Linked DNA regions of Mus musculus: region 2 is linked to region 1. Evidence: chromatin contacts called from public Micro-C data. All regions are on one chromosome and are shown on one strand. Each heading gives the region's core, a stretch centred on a gene start, on an enhancer-like site or on the middle of the called end of the contact. The rest is flanking DNA. Distances are from core to core; before and after follow the strand shown.

Region 1 (5,692 bases), core at 1,651-4,150:
GAGCCTGGTTTTCAGGTCTTTTCCTTAAAGCAATAAAAATAAAATATTTTTTCTTTCCCTCACTCTAGCAGTTACACAACAACAAATGGCTGACTAGGTCAGATTCTCATTTGTACAACTGAATATAGGGTGTATAAAAGCTGGTATAGAAATATGGCCAGCGTGTGCTCAAGATAGACTACGTGATCTACTTTCCATACTTGATCTGCATTCCCATTGGATGGAAACTTTAGCCAGTTCATATGCTGCAAAAGCTAAGTGCCGAAGAGCAAAACCACCGTGGTAACTGCTAATTCTTTGACTATGTTTTCCAGCAAACTCCAAGCTATGAAGTGTGACTAACACAATCAAATGTGCACAGCACACAGAAACGGTCAAAATTCAAATGTGCAGGAAGCACACGTGGAGATGGGCTGCCAGATATGGTCACATGTGGGCTCCATGGGCTTACTTCAAACTGACTCCGGCTTTCACCCCTTTACAGTCCTTCAAATAAACAGTTCGGCTCTTGAAATATTTATGAGTCCAAAGGGAGAGAAATACCCACAGCACAAGGTAGATTCTGTTTCGCTAGGATTAGAATTCTTACTTCCCTCTGTGACCCGAGCTCTGAGGAAAATGCACTTTCACCCAGGGCTGCAAGAAGAGCCGAGGCTTAAATTATTCACACGAATGATTCACAGAGCCTTAACTCTCCTTTTACAGACACAGACTCTCTCAAAGACTCAGTAGGACTTGTGGCACACTCCCCGTGCTGCCCACTGCCCTCTGGGCCAACAGTACTGCCACCACCCCACGTTTTAAGTAGAGACACATCTGAGATACAGTGAGAAGACCTACTGCGTCCATGTAGGTCAGCTGTTCTGCCACGAGATCTTCTGAGAAGTTCGTGAATTCTGCTGACCCTCCGCTCTCCAGTTCCTCTTCCTCTTCCAGGCTGAAGGAGCTGGTGTTGAGAAGTCCATCTGTCCACGATGGGAAAACAGTCAGTATGGGGGTGCCTTGGTCATAGTGTCAAACTACACTTCTTTCATTCAGGAAGAAAAGGGCTAACTCTTCAGAAAACCACAGGTAGAGACGAACAAGAACGATATATTGGAGCAAAATGGAGATACAATCCTGAGTATTCTCGTGTTCTTATTAAGCTCAGAGAGGTGTTGAGTGACCCCTGAGAAATCACTCAGAGGCTAGCCCAGGCAAAAACTAAAGAGGCAAAACTGAACACAACCTCATCTCAGCCCCCATCAACTCCATCAACATTTCCAGGACCAAACCAGCTAATACCTACACCCCAGCCCTGCAAGCCTTGATTGTTGAGCCACAGAGAGCCAGATGCCTAAAAGACTGAGCAAGGCGGCCGGCCAAGGTTTGGTAAGGTAGGATAGGTCATTGGGGTTTCAGAGATGTGATGAGACCTGTAGTCCTTTTAACAATACTGAGCAGACTCAAATGCTGCTAAATCAAAGGGTTGCTGTCAGCTTTCACATAGAGAGTGAAAAGGTGAGAAACAGATTGGAAATAAATGCCCTGGCACCCTATACTGCTGGTCATCCATCCTAAAGTTACACAGCTCAGAGCCTAAAGAAGTCAACGGGAATCACTGCCCAGGAGCCCATCTGAAATGCTGAAGGGCCGAGCTCCAGCCTCCTCTTTGAAGTCTCCTTCTCCCAGGCCCTCTCATTCCCACCACACTTCTTGGTCCCTTTCAGTCAAAGCTGAACTTCTGCTGGGGCTGGGGAAGCCTAGCTGCACACAGTGGCATCCAGGCAGAAATCCAGTTCCGTGTTACTACTCCCCCTGCCTGGTTACGTTTTTTAAGCCTTTTCCTTCTCTTTATGGGGGACGCTGTTAGGCATCTTATATTGAATTGATAGAGCTTCTTCAAAGCTTCCATTGAGAAATGGGGTGCTCAAAGTGAGACTGTTACCTGTCCAGTACCATGTGCTACCTGCCCGCTCTGGTGGCAGGGCTGTGATTACAGGACTGGCTCTGGACCTCAGAGCTGAACGTTCTGTTGTGAATGGGACTGGTAGGAGAGCTTCACTATCTATTCCTGTTATCCTGGATACAAAGCAAAAGCACCCATCAAAGAGCTAAAATCCCACCCAGTGGAGGATGCTAGCGCCTGATGTCAGTACTTCTCCACTCAACTCTGGCACTTTCTCATTCAGTGAAGAAGAAATCGGATGTGCCAATCAAAGGTTCAAGGAGCCTTCTACCCCTCCTGATGACTACAATGTACTTTAATACCTATAAAACAATGCAGAAGCTGTCCAGCTTCTGCCAAGGAGAGTACAGGGTAAGGACTAACATCACTCACTCACACATTCATTCATTCATTCATTCATTCATTCCTTGTAAATCTGGCATGCACCTAGAATGTCACTACGTGTGAAACCTGTGATCCTTTCTCTCTGGGACCTGGTCTATGCTTTCACTGCTCCTGCCTGAGTCTCCAGGGGTTATGTACAAATCTCTATGCACAGTTTTACTTTTGCAAACACACAGGAAAGCTCACTGCTTTCCAGAGTATGACATGGGGGCTGGGGGGTGAGAGGCACAAGGGAACTAACTAAGCTCCCAACATTCCTCTTCAGGAATGGAGCCTATACTTCATAAACAGGGCCTGGAGCATTCTTGATGACAACTGCCCACACTTAGGAAAAGATTCATTCTTGGGTATTGCCTAAAAGTTTTTGTGAGGTCAGGCCACCTCCCTAGTCCCTGCCTCTGCCTGCCAAAAGAGCTCTGCCCTCCATTCCCTGAGCCGGAGAGGACCAATGACTGGTCCCACTGGTTCCCCAATTAGGCATGGGGCCAGAGGCAGCCCCAGTGGGGCGAGCTGGGCTCCAGTGCAACAGCAGCAGCAGCAGCAGCGTTTTCTACCAGAGCACAAAGCTGGGCGGGCAGGCGGGAGGAGGCCCTGAAGGGAGCTGAGGTCTGGCAGCTGGAGCTGAGCTTCCAGGGTATTCAAGCATTCCCGGCAGATGAAGTCATCTGAGATACAAAGCCTTTGGCAATCTGAGCCAAATGATGCAAGTGCATTCCCCTTCTCTGGTCCCCAGTCCATACAAACCACTCAACAGGTACCGGGTAGAATTTAAAGTCACTGTATTTGCTTTGGCTTTGGGGTAGCATCCCTTATCTGCGTTAGGAGCCATTTCCTTTCCCTCACTGAGGAAACCGGACATTACTTCAAGGAAATGCCTACCAGAAGTTCCAAGTGGGTCAGCTGCCATGGCAACTGTTACCCAGTGCCTCGGTGAAAGGCTATATCATCACGCTGGAGCGCGATGGAACCTCTTGACTAATTTCTGCAGAGCCTGGCAGCCAGCACACTCTATGGCCAGCAGTGGTGGCTCTGCATTTGTCCCTGGAAGCTCGAGGTCAGCCTCCAATAGGAAAAAACAGCCTCAGAGACTTCCTTCGATTCGGTCACTAGAGACAGTCGATGTCAGCAATCGGGGCTGCCAGGGGACATGACACTAATGCTTTTTAGGGAAAAGGAGGAACACCTCTTCCAAGCTTTTGTGAGAGGGACGTGGACTTGAACCCTTGCCAGCCACACAGGGTTGGTTGGTTGTCGCCCGTTTATATCTGATAGAACACATTAGGCAGAGAAGAAGCCCATTCATGTTGATAAGAGAAAGTTTAAAAAAAACAAAAACAAATCAAGAAAACCCTGTTCCTGGTAACAGTAGGCACCCTGGGCAATTACTTAGCTTCTCTGAGCTGGTTTTACAATTTAATCTTTAAAATCATAAATCCAGCCTTGAAAATCCCTCTTTTCACTCTGAAACCTTAGGGTTCTGAGGTTCACAGTTCAATAATTTTATACCTATCCCAATTTTCTGAGGGTACCAGGGTTTCTTATTGAGTCAATGAATGGGGAGCCCCCACATTGCAGAGCCCAGTAGAGGTTTCCCTGGGACCAAACAGGTACTCACTGTCGGAATCCACGTCCTGCTTTTGAAACTGTTCAAGAAGGTTCTGTGCTCTCCTCTCTGGGTCAGAGCCAGGCATCATCTGTTTGAGGTACTCCAGCAGCTTCTGAAGGCAAGGGAAGTGAGGGGGCTCCCGGAAGTCTTCCGCACACTGGTCAAGCCAGGCCCTCAGGATGGAAGCAATGGCACTGGGAAGGAGAGATGGAGACACAGTGAACACAATGCTTACGGGACTCGAGACAGGCCCTGGACCCCACAGCTGGTAGCTGAAGAGGGTTGGGGAGACTAATAATGTTTTGTTGTTAGAAAATCCAACCAAGGCAGACGAAAGATGAGAAGAGGATTTACTGAGTTCCAAACAATCCAAACACAAGCCACTAACTGTGCATTTGCTCAAATTAAAGACCAGAAAACCAGGCTATCAAGATGACACAGTAAATAAGAAACTTTCTACCACGCCTGACAACTGAGCTCAGTGATGCCTGGGTCCCACACAATGTTAACAAGTTGTCCTCTGACAGCCTGCACTGTAGCATGCTTCAGCTAGCCCTTCAGACTCCCACACAAATAGATGAACAAAGGTAATAAAACAGAAAAGTAGCCTAAAAGTAGCCGTATTGATAACTTAGGACATAACTGGCTACCACTAGGCTAGAACTCATCTGGAGTAAGAAGTCTCCAGGTTAATGGGGAAATGCCTGTTTAATTTTAAAAACATCACTAGGGTTTTGGCACAAGGACCAAAGCTTTCCTCATAAAGTTATCCCTTTGTTTCTCAAATTATAATGAGACGGCGTGTCAGGAACCACTGGGTGATGGAGTCACAAGGTTCCCCGGGTGTCAAAGCACAAGAACAGCCAGATACGCTCTGGGTGCTTGGTGCGCTACAGACACCTCCTGAGTAACTAAGGGTGTTGCCTGTAAGTTACGGGGAGCTCCTCTCTCTAGAGCAGAGTCAGAGCAATGACAAAGGGGTAAACTGCAGCAGGGCCATTACTCCACGCTTCATCGTCAGAAGACTTCAAAGACACTTCAGTGTTAGTTCCACACCAGGCTAGTCTGCCTCCCTAATAAAACAACTCCATCGAAAGGGATGTTCACTGATGCTGGCTGGAGAAGGTATCAGGGAGAATCAATAAATTCCTGTGCATCCCAAGGCAAAGAAACCACACTGTCTTAGCTACAGTGACAAAACTCTTTCACCCACCCAAAAGAGTGTATGTGTGTAGGTCAGAGGGTAACCTATGCCACTCCTTAGGAGCCATCTGCCTTGTCTGTTGAGATGGGTCTCTCATTGGGACCTGGGGGGTCACCGATAGGCTAGGATGGCTGGTCAGCAAGCTCTAGAAATACTCTAGGCTCTGCTTCCGCAGCAGTAGGATGATAAACACATGTCACCACATCCAATTTTTTTTTTAATCCACGGGTGCTGGGGAATCTAACCCAGGTTGTAGATCTTGTGCAGCAAGCATCTCACAGGCTGAGTGATCCCTCCAGAACCACAAAAATGTTTTTTGAAAGGGTTTGGGATATAGCGGTGGTACAGCATCTGTCTAATGTGCACAAGTATTCTTTGGATTTGTTCCACAGAATCAGAATCAAAAAAAGGAAAATTATAATTATCTACTACACCTACACAAATTGTTCATACAATTAAAAGCTAGAGTAGAAGTTAGTATCCAGTGTGCAGAAGCCCAGCAGCCTGTTACAGTGACTTAACTCCCAGCTGCACTTTCCTACCAAAGAGC
Region 2 (5,527 bases), core at 615-3,114, 110 kb after region 1:
AGCTTTGCCGCAGAAGATTCTGGTCTGTGGTGTTCTTCCTGGCCGGTCGTGAGAACGCGTCTAATAACAATCTTACAGTCATGAGATGCTATCTCTATCTCAATCTCATTGGGCAGGTGTCAGGCAGCTAGAATCAGCCCAAAGCCAATTGAAATTCCTCACACTAGCCAATCCTAAGCTGTTCACCTGCCCTGCCTTGCCATAATAGCTTAACCCCAATATAGGATTGGTTTAAATCCCCCCCCCACTTGCTTCCTGAACACCACTCTCTTCTTACTCAGCCTTGTGTGGCATGCTTTATCTCATGTGATCATGACAAACTGGGTTATTTTTTTTCCCAAAAGTTTCTCATGTCCCTCTTATGACCACACATGACTGCCTAGCTAACGAGCACAAAACAAGGACATGTGATGTGCTTCTGGGCAGCTCTAATGTCCAAGGAAGGACCAGGTATTGAGGGAATCAGTGAAGCATACAAGTTTCAGCCAGGCTGCTCAGATCAATAGCTTGGAATATGGAATACATCTCAGAAACACAGACAAGTCTACAAAGAGCTTAGTGTTTCAGGATGCCATTTCCAAAGTGTGGAGCTAAAGAAATACCAGAATATTGATAATAACTGAAATTATTCCCCAAAGTTTGTACCCTGGAGGGCTCTCCAGCTTTTTCTGCCACATGAGGACACAGTAAAATGTCAGTTGTCTGCTACCTGGAAGAGAACCCTCACTGGAATCCAACCATGTTGAATATCCTACCTCTAGAACTGGGAGAAATAACTGCCTGTTAGTTACAAGCTTGGTTGTCTCAGCTGCTATCTCATAGCTAGCTGCCTAAACCAAGACAGATACTACATAGTGGGGACCTAAACAGAAACTCTGTCACAAAGACTGCCGACAAGGTCAAGAGTGTAAAAGGTGGTGGCTTTGATGGGCCTTTGGTTGTCTGTTTACAGGACACTGCAGAGCCATGCTCTCGGAGAACTGTACTACTGCCTGAGCCAGCAAAGACTGAGGTCTGCACACAGAAAGTAAACAGAATCGGACTGATCCTGAAGCTCGTAGGCAGCTTCACAAAGAAACCAGAGTGTAGAACTGGACACAGACAAAGGGACTTTCACCCTAATTCTGACACTTGCCAAACACCTAGCTTCAGCCATGTGCCTTCATCTCTAATCTTCAAAATTATTATGAGTAAAATGAAATTTTCCTGGGGCTAGGACAGTTGAATATATTGATAAAATATAAACGTGCCACACACAGTTCTTTTTTATGGTGTTTATTTATTCTTTTGAGTACTTCATACAATATATTTTGATGATATTCTTCCCCTCCCCAACTTCTTTCAGATCCTCTCACGTCCCTACACATCCACCTTCACATACTTTCTTTCTCTCTTACAAAACAAATGAAAAACAAAACAAAACAAACAAACAAAAACAAAGCCATCAGTAAAGCCATGGAGTCTGACTTGCCAGGCAGAGTTCTTCCTACAAAGGAGGCGCTCGGTAAGTACTATTCCTCTCCTTTCCAGGCTGCAGCTCAAGTGCATCCAATCTCACTAATCGAATTCTCACGCCTGATGATGTCACCTTTCTCATCTCGGACCTCAGGCCCCCAAAGCATTTTATGCATTAATAACTTCCTAGCAAGTACATTTTTGTCTCTTTGCCTCATATGAAAACTCTGGCAGACAAAAAGAGAAATTCATAAGAACTGTAAAGAAGAGTCTGGGCTCTGCCATCAACCCCGCCTTTAGGCTGATGGCTCAAGAGCTGGATCCTCAGAATTTAACACAACATACTCCCACTGCTTGTCCAAACTGTCATCCAGTTTTTTACAAGATCCCTCTCTTCATGTCCCTCATGAGTATGACTTAACCCCCAAAGCATGCATGATTAACACATTACTATTTCCTCCCTCAAGAATGGGATGTGACAACATGAGGGGGGTGGGGGTGGGCGTTCCTCAGCTGGATGGAGAGAGAAAGGTCACGTCCTATTTCCATTCAGGCCCCTCAGGCCTTCATTCCACACAGAGAAAGTCTCTGTCCCAGAGCCAGAGAATACTCTGTATTTTAGTGACCTTCTCACACATGCAAAAACCAAAAACAGATTACGTCCAGAGGTTAGTGACAATCCAATGAAGAGTCAGCCAGCAATACGGCAAAAATAATAAACTAAATCACAATAACTTAGTGTTACCTCAAGAACACATCAAATCTCTCTCCCTCTCTCTCTCTCTCTCCCTCTCTCTGTCTCTCTCTCTGTCTCTGTCTCTCTCTCTCTCTCTCTCTCTCTCTCTCTCACACACACACACACACACACACACACACACACGACAGAGGACAGAGGACAGCACTATGGTATACATTACCAGTTAGTAGAACAACATCTGACTATGAAATCATGAAAAAACTCACCAGTCACTCAGGTATTTATTTCAATCCATGCCTAGTAGGGTGCCAGTGCTTTGAGGTTTATAAATGAATTAAACTAAAACTGAAGAACATGGTCTCAAGGACAGTTTTATTGGGAAAAGAAAATTACCATCTTGCAAAAAAAGAACATCCTCAAATAATCCCTAGTTCAGCACTGACCCGCAGAGCGAAGCCAGAGAAGAGAAGGGGCAGTGTAAGGGAGAGTGGTCTGGAAACATTCTGGGCCACTCCACACAGATCTAACAGGGACTTTCAGAAACCTAACCCAGCATGCCTGAAGCCCCCCTTGACTCCAAGGGCGCACAGCTTCCGGGTGAGCATCATGAAGCTCCCATTACTCAGTTACTCTCAGCATCCTCTCTAGCCACTTCTCTTCTGCTACAGGAACTCAAAATTCTAGGATAGAATTCTACACAGAGATGTCCTTCTCCTAGGGATAGTCAACCGAATTCCCTTCTAGAATTCTATTTGCTGGGTTGATTTCCACTTTTCTCTTAAACATGAACTCAGACACTGTTTGCTCTGATGCTTGCTTTCTCTGTCACCCACGGCCACATCAGCGTACGGGGCTACACTGTTCTCAGCTCCCCTGTGGGCACTTTTATCACCACACCCACCCTACTGCCCTACAATCACCACCTTATTGATTTAACTCTGTCCCTCTGTCCCAAGCCCATATATCAAGATCAGCCTTATTGAATATGATGAGGATATAACAAGTCTGTTTGATATGTAGTTTGGTCAAGCCCAGTGCTGTACAAATATAATGCCAGCTCTCAGAAGACTAAAGCAGGCAGATTGTGAATTTGAGGCCAGCCCAAGGCTACATAGCAAGTTCCAAACCACTCTGTATTACATGGCAAGACTTTACCTCAGAAAATCCATAACATTAATAATGTGTATAGTTCAATTAAGGTATTTTCATACATAAGCCTTCTATGAAGAAAATATGTTCTATTAAATATTTTATTTATAACTTAAAATTAAATATTTGTAATATTTATATTTTAAGATCATTAAATGGAATAGCTGTGATTAGTCATTACTCTGAAAATCAAACACTTAGCTCCAAATATGACACTCTAGCCCAAAGAGACAAATAATGACACTTTGAAAAACAATGACCAAGAGCCCCTCCCTCACACCCAGAGACAGTCTGACTCCCAAGAAGTCCATCATAATCAGGCTCATGGTGAGACCCCCCTGTCCCAATGCCCGGCCTAACTAGAACCCCCACAGAACTCAGCAGATAAGAGACCTCTCCGCCCTGCCACGGCTACATCTTCCTTCCCATCTACAACTCTGCCCAGGCAGATCGGGTGCTCCAGATCCCCCTACACCCAGAGACAGCGGGATAAGTGGGTATTAACCCCAAAGCTTGGAATACCCACGGTACAATTCATAGACCATATGGAGCTTAACAAGAAGAAAGGCCAAAGTGTAGATACTTCAATCAAACTTAGAAGGGGGAACAAATTAATCACAGAAGGCAGAGGGAGGGAGGGACCTGGATGGGAGACGGGAAGAGGAGGAAAAAAGTGGGGGCAGGATCAGGTATGGGGGAAGACAGGAAAGAAGTCCAGAAGGCCAGGATAATGAGTAGAAATATGTAGCACTGGGGGTGGGGTGGGGTGGGGTGGGGTGGGGCTTTACTGGGGAAACCACTAGAAAATCCCAAACACCATGGATGTGAAAGGCTCCCAGGACCCAATGGAGATGACATTAGCAGAAATGCCCAACATCGGTGAGACAGAACCTGAAGAGACCATCGGTTGATAGACAAGGCGCCTAGTTGAAGGAGCCACCCACCCATCTCCAAATTTTTAAAACAGAATTGTTCCTGTCTAAAGGAAATGCAGGAACAAAAAAAAAATGGAACAGAGACTAAAGGAAAGGCCATCCAGAAGCTGCCCCACATTGGGATCCATCCCATCTACAGACACCAAACCCTGACACTATTGTGGATGCCAAGAAGTGCATGCTGACAGGAGTCTGATATAGCTGCCTGACAAATATGGAGGCAGATGCTCGCAGCCAACCATTAGACTGAGCACAGAGTCCCAATTGAGGAGATAGAGAAAGGACTGAAGGAGCTGAAGGGGTTTACAACCCCATAGGAAGAACAACAACAATATCAACCAACCAGTCCCCTAGAGCACCCAGGGACTAAACCATCAACCAAAGAGTACACATGGAGGGACCCATGGCTCCAGCTGCATATGTAGCAGAGGACGGCCTTATCTGGCTTCAATGGGAGGGGAGGTCCTTGGTCCTGTGAAGGCTTGATGGCCCAGAGTGGTGAGGTGGGAGTGAGAGAGTGGGTGGAGAAGCACCCTCTTAGAGGCAAAGGGGAAGGGAGATGGGGTGGGGGGCTGGAGGGGAAATGGAAAGGAGGACAACATTTGAAATGTAAATAAATAATTAATTTTTTAAAAAGAAGGAAAAGAAAAACAATAACCAAAAATGTATTTCCAGAAGTAAAAATATAATTTAGTGGTTGGAATATAGTCATAAAATTTATGAGAATGCAGTACAAATAGGGATAAAGCTCGGTGACTCTGAAAGAAGTTACAGAGCAGAAACAAAGAACGAGAAAGTAGAGATTGGGTAGGACGCACAGAGGAGAATGTGGGGAAATCTGAATTGAAAATTCTGGAGAGACTTCCAGATTAAAGAAAGATATCAATTCACATACTGTTGGGGGGGGGGGGAGATTCGTTACATTGTAACTCTCAGAAAAATAAACACTAATGGAAAGTAGAAGCAAGCTCTAGCTGGTGAGGACCGTTCATTCACAGAATAAATATACAGAATGTAAAATACATGTTTGAAAACTTTTTATAAAAAGCAATCTCAGATAAGGCTATGATGCAAAAGAACTGATTTTAAAAATGTGTATCAACAAGATTAGAAAAATTAGGAAATCTAGTAATTCCAAGAGTTAACATATACATAGAATAGTGGAAATTTTTGCATACTATTGGTGGGAGAACAAATTGGTATTACCACTTTAGAAAAATAATTGACAAGTTGTAAATTAAATAACCCAAAAAGTCACCCAACAGGCATTAAAGTGGGAAGACTCACACAG

The links. A called contact is a pair of places that touch in the nucleus more often than the background predicts.
Region 2: a contact with region 1 is called in a Micro-C map of muscle stem cells, with 3 times the contacts expected there. The contact joins two enhancer-like sites. A contact is called at or near these places in 1 of 15 datasets of contacts at CTCF or cohesin (the NIH/3T3 cell line), 5 of 484 Hi-C or Micro-C datasets (CD4 T cells, the G1E-ER4 cell line, cerebral cortex and 2 more), 1 of 115 datasets of contacts at active chromatin or transcription factors (embryonic stem cells) and 2 of 9 other capture datasets (adipose tissue and liver).

The regions. Positions count from the first base shown.
Region 1 is chr1:152,553,456-152,559,147 of GRCm38.p6, forward strand. It overlaps Rgl1 (ral guanine nucleotide dissociation stimulator,-like 1), which reads right to left. Exons shown (of 18, transcript NM_016846.4): 5 at 3,948-4,132; 6 at 841-965. Among named protein-coding and RNA genes, the nearest start is that of Gm51749, 16 kb to the left of the region's middle. Within about 2 kb of position 2,901, at least 176 of the 459 cell types and tissues checked have an H3K27ac peak or open chromatin away from gene starts, as enhancers often do. A contact at or near this core is called in the NIH/3T3 cell line, adipose tissue, muscle stem cells and 1 more, where this site is marked.
Region 2 is chr1:152,668,082-152,673,608 of GRCm38.p6, forward strand. It overlaps a transcript of Rgl1 not described here. Among named protein-coding and RNA genes, the nearest start is that of Rgl1, 46 kb to the left of the region's middle. Within about 2 kb of position 1,865, at least 61 of the 459 cell types and tissues checked have an H3K27ac peak or open chromatin away from gene starts, as enhancers often do. A contact at or near this core is called in the NIH/3T3 cell line, adipose tissue, muscle stem cells and 1 more, where this site is marked.